Regions from separate parts of the Mus musculus genome. Here regions 1 and 3 are each linked to region 2. A link is a contact called in public Hi-C and Micro-C data. All regions are on one chromosome and are shown on one strand. The core of a region is the stretch at or near the end of the contact, and the rest is flanking DNA. Distances in the headings are between cores, read along the strand shown. Region 1 has its middle 30 kb from the start of 4930565D16Rik. Region 2 overlaps Arfip1 (ADP-ribosylation factor interacting protein 1). Region 3 has its middle 42 kb from the start of 4930565D16Rik.

What was found. Hi-C and Micro-C count contacts between places; a contact is called where the count stands out from the background.
Region 1: a contact with region 2 is called in a Micro-C map of the G1E-ER4 cell line, with 2.4 times the contacts expected there. The contact joins two enhancer-like sites. A contact is called at or near these places in 3 of 484 Hi-C or Micro-C datasets (the G1E-ER4 cell line and palatal mesenchyme) and 1 of 115 datasets of contacts at active chromatin or transcription factors (bone marrow-derived dendritic cells).
Region 3: a contact with region 2 is called in a Hi-C map of the G1E-ER4 cell line, with 4 times the contacts expected there. The contact joins two enhancer-like sites. A contact is called at or near these places in 1 of 39 promoter capture datasets (hippocampal neurons), 7 of 15 datasets of contacts at CTCF or cohesin (CD8 T cells, the G1E-ER4 cell line, the NIH/3T3 cell line and 3 more), 165 of 484 Hi-C or Micro-C datasets (the 63-12 cell line, the AML12 cell line, the AtT-20 cell line and 99 more), 47 of 115 datasets of contacts at active chromatin or transcription factors (the 230-238 cell line, CD8 T cells, the HPC-7 cell line and 31 more) and 2 of 9 other capture datasets (embryonic stem cells and embryonic tail).

Annotation. Positions count from the first base shown.
Region 1 is chr3:84,408,308-84,412,463 of GRCm38.p6, reverse strand. No RefSeq gene overlaps it. Among named protein-coding and RNA genes, the nearest start is that of 4930565D16Rik, 30 kb to the right of the region's middle. Within about 2 kb of position 2,478, at least 20 of the 459 cell types and tissues checked have an H3K27ac peak or open chromatin away from gene starts, as enhancers often do. A contact at or near this core is called in the G1E-ER4 cell line, where this site is marked.
Region 2 is chr3:84,538,349-84,542,465 of GRCm38.p6, reverse strand. The region is part of intron 2 of Arfip1 (ADP-ribosylation factor interacting protein 1); the gene reads left to right. Among named protein-coding and RNA genes, the nearest start is that of Gm35410, 42 kb to the left of the region's middle. Within about 2 kb of position 1,620, at least 2 of the 459 cell types and tissues checked have an H3K27ac peak or open chromatin away from gene starts, as enhancers often do. A contact at or near this core is called in the G1E-ER4 cell line, where this site is marked.
Region 3 is chr3:84,335,727-84,339,773 of GRCm38.p6, reverse strand. No RefSeq gene overlaps it. Among named protein-coding and RNA genes, the nearest start is that of 4930565D16Rik, 42 kb to the left of the region's middle. Within about 2 kb of position 2,018, at least 79 of the 459 cell types and tissues checked have an H3K27ac peak or open chromatin away from gene starts, as enhancers often do. A contact at or near this core is called in the G1E-ER4 cell line, where this site is marked.

The sequences.
Region 1 (4,156 bases), core at 1,229-3,728, 130 kb after region 2:
GCTGGGTGGCAGTGTATGTCATTGGAACACAATGCTCTGAGAGGGACCTGACATCTCTGGCATTCACTTAAACAAAGCCTTGGAGCAGCCTGGCCAGCCTGAGGCTGACCTGAGAGCATGCTGCTGGTTTTGTGATGATATATTTGTTTTAAATCCCAGCTCAGCTCACAGTGCCCCCCAGAAGGCTTTGCCCTGCTCCTACTGCGTGTATGGCTGTGTGCTTAGGAAATGCAATTTACTCTGGAGGGTTAGCATAACACCACTAAGGGAACAGCTCTGGGGGCCTGGGGGAGACCACACACAAAGATGCAGTCCAGCCCAGATAAACGGCAGTTTCAGCCACGAGGGACCCACACACACCCCAGCTCAGTGATGTGGGGAACTGACTTTTTGATTTTAGGGCTCAGGATGCCTCTGCGTGTGGCTTTGTAGGCAAATCTGTGTTTGCTAATGGTTAGTAATGATTTTCAACCTGACAGGGTCTGCATCACCTAGGAGACGAGGCCATGAGTTAGCTCTGTCTTAGATCTGGTTAGTGGAAGTGAGAAGGTCCATTCTTGGGGCTGGGGTCCCAGGCTGAACAAAAAAGAAGAGTGCTCATTAGCACTAGCCTTCACCCTTCTCCCTGCCTCCTAATGTAGATGTGATGTGACCAGTTGCCTCGAATTCCCACCCCCAGGACTTCCCACCATGATGGATGTGTTGGTTTGAATGAAGATGGCCCCAGTAGGGAGTGGCACTGCTAGGAGCCACAATCTTGTTGGAGGAAATCTGTCACTGAGGGTGGGTTTTGAGGTTTCAGCAACTCAAGCCAGGCCCGGTGGCTCTCTCTGTCTTCTTGCTGCCTGCCCATCTAGATGCAGGACTCTCAGCTCCTCTCTAATACCGTGTCTGCCTGCATGCTGCCATACTTCTGCCACGGATAATGGACTAACCCTCTGAAATGTAAGCCAGCCCCAATTAAATGCTTTCCTTTGTAAGAGCTGCCGTGGTCATGATGTCTCTTCACAGCAATGACTAAGACAGTAGACCCTCACTGTGAGCCCAATGGATTCTTTATGTCTAGCAAAGTGAGTTTGTGGTGTAAAGGTTTTCATGGAAAACCTGAAGCAGTAGCGTGTGTGTGTGTGTGTGTGTTTATGTGTGAATGTGTGTGTGAGTGTGTGCATGTGTATAAGTGTGTGTGTGTGCGCATGTGTATAAGTGTGTGCATGTGAGTGTGTGTGAGTGTGTGCATGTGTATAAGTGTGTGTATGTGTGTGTGAGTGTGTGCATGTGTATAAGTGTGTGTGAGTGTGTGTGAGTGTGTGCATGTGTATAAGTTTGTGTATGTGAGTGAGTGTGTACATGTGTATAAGTGTGTGTGTATGTGAGTGTGTGTGAGTGTGTGCATGTGTATAAGTGTGTGTGTGAGTGTGTGTAAGTGTGTAAACATGTGAGTACGTGTGAGTGTGTGTATGTGTGCATGTGTATAAGTGTGTATGTGACTATGTGTGCATGTGAGTGTGTGTAAGTGTGTAAGCATGTGAGTGTGTGTATGTGTATAAGTGTGTGTGCATGTGAGTGTGTGTGTAAGCAGAGAAAGCACCCATATTACCCACTGACTGGCTTCTCTCAGCCAGGGCCCCTGTCCTTCTAAGTTGCACTAGCTAGGACCGAGTGTCCCAGACGCTAGCCTGCAGTGGACATTTCCTAGCTGACCCATAACAGTGAGGGGATGGACTTTGTTAGTGCAGCTTCAGGGAGCCACATACTCCTGCCTCTGAGTAGTGGCTTCAAAGGCTCAGCCAGTGTGAAGCTCATGGCAGAAACTGTTTAGTCTTTCATGCGGGCCTCTTCCAAGGCCTTTCAATTTGTGTTTGCTTCCCGAGCAGAAGAAGGTAGGTCTCCACCTAGATTCCTTGCTTGTCTCCAGCATCCCCTCAGTGCTCCACCCAGGCCCACATCCACCTTGGCAGGACCCAGGCAGCCCTGCAGGCTGGTTTCCATCTGCTTCTTGCATGATGCTTGGTGTTCCTGGTCCCTTGGTTCCACGGTGCAGGAACCAGGCCGGTGCTCTTTATTCATTTGAGGTGCAGAAACTAAGCAAGAGGCAGGCCCTCTTGGAGTCTCTCCTGCCCATCACCTCACAGACAACTAACTCCGCAGAGTCACTTCAGAGTTTCATTGAGTACAAGCTACAAGCTAAAATGTGCAGCCATGGTGTGTGTAGAGGCTGTGGCTCCCCTCTGCCTGCTCCAATTCTGGACAGTCCTCTTCTGTGGCTTCCCTCCTTCACCCAGGCTGTCTTCATTCCCAGAATTCAGAGCAGCAGAGAGGCCAAATGCCTGACTGCCTCCTCCTCGGGCACACAGACATGCCCTTCTCCTTGCTTGGTTCTCAGTGGGTCTTCCTGCCTCCAGGCCAACACCTCACACACAGCTCTGCTGCTGACACTTGCATGCTATTTCATCTATGTGAGGCACTGGAGAACCCTGGGTGAATGGTACGCAAGCCCTGGGGATGGACAGTCGCTCTATGAAGGGTGAGACTGTCCTATGTATAATAGCCACATTGTATGGAAATACTCCGGAAGGGCTGGTGAATGCAAGCCCAGGTGATCTGGCTTCTCCAGCGGGGCAATTAATTCCTATTTGGATGGTGGATGGGAAAGTTTTATGAAGCAGGTGGCATTAAAACAATTTAATAGTTAGAACTGGCTGCTCCACCCTCCAGGAAGAGCAAATATGTGTATGAAGCTATGAGATGCTCCAGGGACCTGGCAGAGCAACTCAGATGGCTGGCATGGTGGGATGGCTCAAGACAGCTGCTCTCTGCCACTCAGGAACAAAGGATTTTCATGTTTTATGAGCAGGCCTGTTAAGTCGGAGTATGCCCATGGGCCCTCGGCCCTGAGGTGGAGAGAGAGCTGGGCCAGTGTACCACACTCCTTCCCTCTGGAAATGCATTTCCTTCTTTTCTAGAAGGGCCTCTAGCAGCTTGGCTTGCCTCTCCTGACTGTCGCAATGAACACCTGCGGGCCTGAAAGAGGACATTGTTTCCCACCCGAGCCTCCCACACCTGGGTGGGTGGAGTGGTGGGTTTCACATCCGGGGACTCTCCCACCCAGCCTCATGCCTCACACTCGGAGCAGTGACATACTTGCCCTGTGCAGGGAGACCAGGGGCCCCTGGACTCCAGAAATTGGGGTGACTGGCTAATGAAGCAGTGGGTGTGGCCCCTAGCACAAAGTAAACAACTCCCTGGGCATTGCGAAGTCAGGCACAATTTCTTAAAGAGGTAATTATCTTAAAGAAAACGATTCTCGGAGTTCGTCCATCCCTTGGGGGACAACATGTCCACAATGGGAAAAAATGTGGAAGATTTCGGCTTGTTTGTTTTTCTTAGGGCACTGGAGCCACCCACAATGTCAGTTATGGAAAACAACATGTGAATAGTGAGAGCCCACAGGACAAAGGACTAAAGCGAGAGAGTCCTGAGCAGGGAAGGGCGAGGCCCAGGCCTGTCAGTGGGATGAGGGACAGGAAGCTAGCAGCTTTCTGCACTCTCTGCACTGGGCTGGGCTGCTGGGGCAAGGCCTGGCTTTAGAAAGAGAGTGAAGACAGCTCGGCTGGGCAGAGCACTAAGATGAGCTTCCAAATTCAGTCAAGTGTCTAACCTTCATGGGAGCATAAAAGCCCAGAGGAAAGGTGGGTCAGAGAGAGAGAGAGGGAGAGAGAGAGAGAGCTGGTATATGTATTTGTATATGCATGTGTGTGCATGCATGTGTGCACATGAGTGTGTGTGTGTGTGTGTGTGTGTGTGTGTGCCTGTATGTGTGGTGAGGGAGGAGACCAAGATACGGCAGGGCAGTTAATAGGAGTTGGGCCCTTGGGTACCTGGGAATTCCTGGCTGCTCAAAACCACCTTGCAGTTCATCAATGCTTCTTGCTGCCCTAGCCCTGCCATAGAACCGAAATGTTCTTCACAAGTTGGGCGAGGAGCTAGGAAATTAGAAGAAGCAGCTTCAAGCTTTCAAGCACTAACATTTTAGCAAACAATCCCGAAACTGCCTGCTCCCACCCACCCCCCCCCCACCCCCCGTAGTTAAAGATGAACCAGAAGAGCCTCCTGCGGCCCTCAACTGGCCACAGAGCTAACGGCTGGAGTAAATATA
Region 2 (4,117 bases), core at 371-2,870:
GTTTCAGTGTCTCTGGTTTTATGTACAGATTGTGTTTTGTTCTGAGAGGCCATCCTCTGCATTCACATCTCTGTAGAGATTATAATGAACATGCTTAGACTAGAACTGCACCAGCACTGCAGTCCTTGCTCCTATATGCAACTCTAGAGATGAGCAAGGCAGGGAGCTTGCTATCACGGGCCTCCACCATCCTCAGCAAAGATGCTGTTATTTTCTAAGTAAAACAATTTTTGTTCTTTAAAGTTTAATCTTCACAGATATAAAGTTACTCTCTAGTTTTGAGCTGTATGTGATTTACAATGGATGCTATTAACAATTACTAAAGAGCAATTGGGTAAAGTGGTATAAATCTGCCAGTCCTTTGCTTATGGGCCAGAGGCCAGAGGCTCAGGGTCATTCTCAGCTACACAGTAAGTTCAAGGCTGACTGGACAACATGAGACTGTCCCCAAAACAACAGAAATAGAAAGCAAAATGAAATGTGATGGATGTTGTTGTCTCGTTTCTTAAATAGTAACTAGATGTTGGCAAGTTGTAGCTTGAGTTAAAGAGAAGCAAGCACAAGTTACACATGGTTGTGTCTTCTTGTTAGTTTAGCTGTGATTGTCAGGTTAGGGAAATTACTTCATTAGATATTGTGGAAATGGAACTTTTCCTGTGGAATGTCCAGAACAAAAGTACATAGATTAGGTGTTTCCCAGCTCTGAACTCCTTAGAAATTGCATACATATAGCAAACTATCAAAACTTCCTATTAACTTTAGGGAGTTATAATCCAGGATCATTAGGACTTAATTACAAAGCACTGTTTGAGTAGGAACATGTTAGAGACCTTTGTCTCTCACTACTTTATTTTACGACAGGCAGAGGAGCCTGGAAGCTCAGACATAGCTCCTAGGATTGTGTAAGCTATTCCTGAAGCCTGTGTGACATGGCTGTAATTTCAGTGAGGGGCAGGAATTTTCATTCATTTCCTTATTTTCATGCCTGGCAAAACTGTTTGGTGTGTAATAGAGGCTTTCATTTCATAAATGTTTTGTGAATGAGCACATTGTTTTGTGAGAGCTGGCCTAGAACCTGGAGGTAGGGGAGAGGTACTCCACGTTTAGATTGACTACATTTTTATCCTTACTTGTGCTGCTTGGGCTGTTGTTTGCTTTTGTGTATAAGCAGTCTTTGTTGTTTTTAAATGACATGTGGAAAATGATAGACTTGGTCAAATAAAGCATGCTGGTATGTGGAGGACATAATTGCCTGAGGAATTACTGATCAAACTAAGAGCTAGACAGATGAAGAAGGATGAAGACTGTCCCCCTCAAAGAGTACCAGTAAAGAATCTAAAGGAGGTATAAAGACCATATTATTTACAGTTCACCTGCCAAAGTGTGTGTGTGTGTGTGTGCACTCGCGCGAGCGCACGTGAGTGAGAGACAGAGAGAGAGAAAGAGAGAGAGAATGTGAATGAATGAATGAATGAATATGAGTGTTGGAGGTGTGGGCCTAAAGTGTATGATGAGAAATGACACTAGAAAGATAAGTAGACCCTGTAAAAAAAAGTCATGTTAAAGTACTAGCTTATTTTACAGGCAGTGCAGCCACAAAATGGTATAAAAATGGTTATCTGTCTCAACCACATTCCCATTTTAGAAGGTTGTATCTGAGCTGAACATGGTGGCACACACATTAAGTCCTCACACTGTGGAGGCAGAAGGATTGTGAGTTAGAAGGGAGCCTGGCCTTCTTAGCAACTTCTGTAGCCAGACCCTGTGGGAAAAAGGGGGGGGGGTGGAGGGAAGGAGGGCAAAGAAAGTTGTTTCTCACTACAGTGTAAAGATTCCATTGCAGGGCTGGCAGGACAAGAGACAAAGAAAACAAGGATAGTCACCAAGAGAAGAGAGGTAAGACCTAGACTCTGGTAGAGAAAATAGAACCATTGATGACACCAGATTATCTAAGATAGACAGGTGGAAAACAACGTGGTGTATGCAGATGAGAGTAGGAGCTGCTGTAGATTGTAAAATCTTGAAGGATTCTTGAATGAGATTTCTTTCTTTACTAATACTCTTCCTTATAGCCCAGAGTAAGAAGGGACAGTTAGTTCTTCTGCAATTCTTCTCATGTGTTTCAGTGTCCTGCACGTCACTAAGTCTTAAAACATTATTGACTACTTTGTAGAACAACACATTCTTATTCAGAAGTAGATTGTTATGCCAAGTTTTAAATTGTGAGTTTTAAATTTTCATTTTGGGATCGAAATGGCTCAGCAGTTAAGAGCTCTTGCTGCTCTGTAGTTAGAACTTGAGTTCACAGCACCCATGTCAGTAGCTCACAGCTGTATCTCTAGCTCCAAGGGATCCCAGGGGTCTCCTGGCCTCCAGAGGTATCCTGACACACACTCAGACACTCACACAAACTCTGAAACTTTTGCATTCTTTGTTTTGTTTTGTTTTGTTTTGTTTTTCAAGACAGGGTTTCTCTGTATAGTCCTGGCTGTCCTGGAACTCACTTTGTAGACCAGGCTGGCCTCGAACTCAGAAATCCACCTGCCTCTGCCTCCCGAGTGCTCAAAATGTGCAAAGCAAAGAGAAATTCCCAAGGTTTGAATGAGTACTCTTTCATAACTTTATAAAATCTACGAGTCTAATTTTGTATCATTTAAAATACTAAAAATGCATATGACACTTACTTGAAGTTTTTAAGGCATCATATTTTCTTATAGGCTAACTGAAAATGACTTTTAAATGTATTAAATACTTCAGTAGAGTTGAGACTTAAGCCATTTTAAGTTTGAATTGAATATCAGTAACATCAAAAAAATGAAGTGGGGATTTGGTTTTCATTATGAACAAACTAATTATTTCTAAAGTATACCTTGTAAAATGTAGGACTAAATACAGTAGCATATATTCAATGAGTTATTAAGCTATGTAGTACCTTATAACTGCACACACAAAAACTGAAAACTAACATTATACAAGGAAGGCACATTTGAAAATTTTATACACTGTGAGTATATATTGTATTACATAGGGAATATAACAGCCTCCAAAATAGACAAGTGGACACACCCAGACTCCTGAATATTATCTCATAAATTACCATCTCATACATTGAATTACTTTGTACCATCAAACTGCTAATCTCTAGTTAGAAATTTGCACCACTTCATTCAGATGTTGCACCTTTTTTTTTTTTTTTTCCATAATGGCAAGAGCTCTGCTTCTTGAAGGATTGCTGCTTTCTGAGTCAAGGAACCCTGGCCACCATGAGGCCATCAATTTTATTACTGATGGTATCGTATCACTTAAAAGTGTCCACAGTCAGAGATCTCTTCCATTTCTGTTTAGACCTTTCCTACTTCACCTCACACCCAGCGCTCCACTCTGCTACTTCTTTTTAAGAATTTACACAGTGCTCTCTTTACGAAAACAATTCAAGTGTCTAGTGGTCTTTCAGCAGTCCCAGGATTCCTGTATATAATTTGTAGACTACTCATATTGGGTGCTTTCTTCCTCCTGTGATGACGTACCCGACAAAAGCAAGCTGGTGGTTATTCTGGCTCACAGTTTGAGAGTCCAGTCCATCAGCACGGAGAAGTCATGGCAGCGACTCTCGAGGCAGGTCAGCTCACTCCATGTTCTATACAGAGTAAGACCCTAGCTCATGAAGTGACCACTAGTATTAGCTGGAATGACTCCCTGGAAGACGTGCCCAGAGGTTTATTTCTACCCTAACTCTAAATCCTATCAAGGTGATAGTGCAGATTAAGGGTTAGCGGCATTCGACTGTGTTTATATTTTTCCTTAGGAGAGCTTATCTTCACTGAAAGGTACATGCCTAACATCCTTGAAAAAAATAGGGAGACTGGAAATGAAGTGGTTAAAGCAGGATGACTTGATCAGATTAAGTAAGGATGTTAAATTAAAACAGCAGAAAATTACAATAAATAAAAAAGCAAGTTCTGAATATTTACGTTTTAATCCTATATTGTAGGGTAAAGTACTATAAAGAAAGGAATTCTCAAACATGTCCAGAGGGTATAGCTCAGTGGCAGGAGATTTTCTTTGCGCATATCCAAGGCTCTGGTTTCTGTCCCAACACTAGGGGCTTGAGGCACTT
Region 3 (4,047 bases), core at 769-3,268, 200 kb after region 2:
TGTGTGTATTGTGCGCACTCACATGTGGTATAGAAAATAGGAATCATGAGGAGATCCACAACTTTGTGGACTCAGTGCTCTTCTTTACCTTTATATGGGTCCCAGGGGTCAAACTCAGGTCCCCAAGCTGGCCCTGCAAACACCTTTACGTACTAAATCATCTCATTGGTCCCTACTCAAAAAAAAAGTGGCCCTGATGTCCTGGAACTTGCTTGGTAAACCAGGATGGCCTTGAACTCCAGAGGTGGAATCTGAGGGCTGGCATTAAAGGCGTGTACCATCACTGCCTGGCAAACAAAACAAAACAAAGCAAAACAAAAACAAAAACATCAAACCAAACAAACAACAAAAAAAGGCAACTTTTTAAGAAGTGCGGTCAGTCATCTTTGAGATAGACTAACCTTGCATTCCTGTGCTCAGCTGACCTTCCTACCTGAGGCGTTGCAGTGCCAGGTCTCCTGCTGCACTACCACTGTGCCTGGTGTCTCAGTTAGGATTTCCACCCCCTATGATAAAACACCATCCCTAAAAGCAGCCTGGGAGAAAGTGATGATTCGTCTTACACTACCACAGCACAGCCCACTGGGCAAAGCCAGGGCAGGAGCTCAAAGAGGGCAGGAGCCTGGAGGCAGGCAGGAGCTGATCAGAAGCAATGGCCGATTACTGCTTGCTGGCTTCCTCCCCATGGCTTGCTCAGCCTGATTACTTATAGAACCCAGGACCACCTGCCTAGGGATGGCACCACCCACGGTGGGCTGGACCCTCCCCCACTACTCCTTAAAAAGAAACTGCTCCACAGGCTTGCCTACAGCCTGGTCCTGGTTTCTCAATTGAGGTTCCCTCAGATGACCCCAGCTGTGTCAAACTGATGTGAATCTAGCTAGCACACCTGGCTAGTTTTGACTTTTTTTTCCACGGAGCCTCCATGGACAGACACCCTTACTGTGACTTAACATGGGAAGGAGGGACCCAGAATAGAAGGACATTGTAGCAGCAAGCCTGTACTTAAACCTGTGAAATTAATTTTTTATTAAAAATGACAGCAAACAAAACAGATAAGCGTTACACACACACACACACACACACACACACACACACACGAATGGAAAAGCACAAGGATCCACACACCTCAGGAGGCAGAACAGCCATGTTAATGGGGGCACCAGCCAGCGGCTCTCCAGCTCTGCTCCTCCGGCACGCATGGCTCCCCAGACCTCAAGAAGGATTTGCAGGACCTGTCCTTAGGAGGTGGGAGCCACGGCTCAGGTGAAAGTCAGCCTGTCCTAGCCGCAAGGACCAGTCTTCTCAAGGGATTTCTGATGAATAATTTAACTTCATAAAGTGACTTCTCCACAGAGCCTCCACGGACAGATACCCTTGCAAAGACTGTGATTTAATGCGGGAAGGAGGGACCCAGAATAGAAGGACATTGTAACAGAAGGCATGGGATCACCTGCCTAATCATCGGATCGTTCCTCCTGCCCAAATAACCAGAGCGGGGTCCTTTGAGTCCATAGGTCATCTTTGGGTCTCTCAGGTGATGGGGTCCACTTCCGGAAGATCTTTGTCTGATTAGTAAGCAGAGCCCAGGTCATTTCAGGGCCTCTGTGTCTATGACAGGAGGCCCAAAGTACATAGATTTGAGGCTCTCTCCCTGTGGTGGCCCTATGTTGCAGGTGCTAGGGCTACCAGACTTGTGTCACCCCCAAGGCTGTCACTTAGTCCTGTGAGGATGAAGCCTGGATAAGACCAGATTTTTAAAATTCCCAAGCAAAGCGAAGGACCCGGATGGCAATGTAACTCTAATTCAGGCAACTGTCTCAAAAATGGAAAGAAAGCGCAGCACATCTCGGCAGAGGCAAAAGGCAAAGGAGCCAGGCCGCACCCATTTCCCCCCCCCCCCCCCCCCCCCCGCTGGAGAAAAACAAAACCCGGGGCAGCTGAAGTGGGTGGGGCTGTGGGAAGAGACAGAGGCGGAAGAGGAAGGAGGAGCCCTGCCTATATCCCCGGCTTCCTGGGCCTCCTGTAGGTGAGCAGAGCAGAGAGTAAAGCTAGCGGGGGACTCAGCATTCACCCACCTTTCCCAACAGTCTGGATGTATGCTCTGGAAGGTCGTCACACGGACTGGTTCTGGCAGCAACACGTCATGGACCTCAGCAGCCACTTCCTTAGCTCAGTCTTGCTATAGAACCCTCACCTTACATACGGGTGAACTGAAACACAGAGAGATTGAGTCACTTGCCCAGGTCACACAGCCAATGGCAAAGCTGGAGTTTATGTTCAGGAAATGGGACCCCAGATGTTATGTATGCTCCTTAGCACCAAGTCTGAGAAAAACAGGACTCTCTGCTTTGAAGGTTACCGGTGAGAGTCCTGGAGAAAGAGGAACCAGAAGGATGCAAAGAGATGTAACATGTCCTGATTTTTTTAAACAAACAAACAAACAAACAAAATTATACTAAAATATGTTAGTACAAGCCGGACAGTGATGGCTCATGCCTTTAGTTTCAATACCGGAGAGGCAGAGGCAGGCAGATCTCTGTGAGTTCAAGGCCAGCCTGGACAACCAGGGCTAGACAATGAAACTTTGTCTCAAAAAAAAAAAACAAAACAAAACAAAACAAAACAAAAAAACCAAAACCAAACAAACAATGTATGTATATGTTTGTGTGTGTTTATATATGTTACTGCATAGAGACCATAGACAATGGTTTAGTGGCATACTGCCTACCTGCCTTACTAAGCAGAGGCCCCCAAGTATGATCTGCTTCCCTCTGCATTTCCTCCTTACCCGCACAGACATATATATTCACATCCACAGGATCCATAAGTACCATGTCATACAGATGGTGACCTCTAAAACTTTATGTAAACGGCACGATGCTATGTGACCCTCAGAAACATCTGCTGCTGTCTTCTTAACCTTGTGTCTCCGAGACTGAGAAAGTGCTCTCTGCTGACGCACAAGGATCATGTGCATTTATTTTATTTTATTTTATTTTATTTTATTTTTTTTGTAGCTGTGGAATGTTTTGTTCTTGCTTTTTTTGAGATGAGGGAGTCTCTTTTTATTGCTCAGAATGCTTCCTAACTCGAGAGCACAAACGATCGGCCCTGGCCTCCGCTTCCGGAGGACAAGCTGGCACTGTGCGCTAGGTACTCAGCCCCTGCCTTCCAGTCATCTTTCCAGTTCCTTAGCGCAAGGGGTGGAGCCCGGGGCCTTGTGCAAGCAAGCTTGGCAAGCATTGGACTGCTGAGCTTCTCACACCCTGGCCGTATTATTGGAGCATAATATCTAATCAAGAAGGCCCACAGATCTGCAAAGTTCCAGTTCAAGGAATATATGGAGTGCTTACACGTGTATTACCATCTCACAGCCTAAGGGAAATGACCAGGGCTGGAGATGCGGCTCAGCTGGTAGAGCGCTTTCCTAGACTCACAGAGCCCTTGGGTCAGTCTTCCAGCATTGCACAAACTGGGCTTTTTCACAGTGCATGCTTGTAATCCCAGAACTCGGGAGGCAGAGGCAGGAGGATAGGAAGTTCACTGTCTCCCTGAGGGACTAGAAGTTATGTTTCCTGATAGGTAGACAGATAAGAAGAAGGGCCATGACTAGGAAATAAAGGTGGTGAACTTCCAAGATGGCTGGCTTCTTCCTCATGCTCCTGACCTGAGACAAAAAAGCCTGAAGGCTTAAAACAAAGGACTGGTGGGCTCTCCTCTCCAGCCCCCTGCCTGTGGACTTGTTTACAAAAGCTGTGGATGGTTCATCTCCCCTGCTTTTGTTCTAAAGGACCAACCCTAATCTAGAGGAGGAGGACCTCCTTGAAGATCCTAAAGACCCCAGCCTTTCCAGGAGAGATGGACTTGGCTTCCTGAGCCCCCCTGCTCTACAGAGGGTGTGTGTGTGTGTGTGTGTGTGTGTGTGTGTGTGTGTGTTGGAGGCCAGCCTGGACTAACTACTACAGGAGATGTAAAAAACAAAAACCGAAAATAGATAAATAAATAAATGAACAAACAAATAAACAAATAAATGTAGATTTAGTC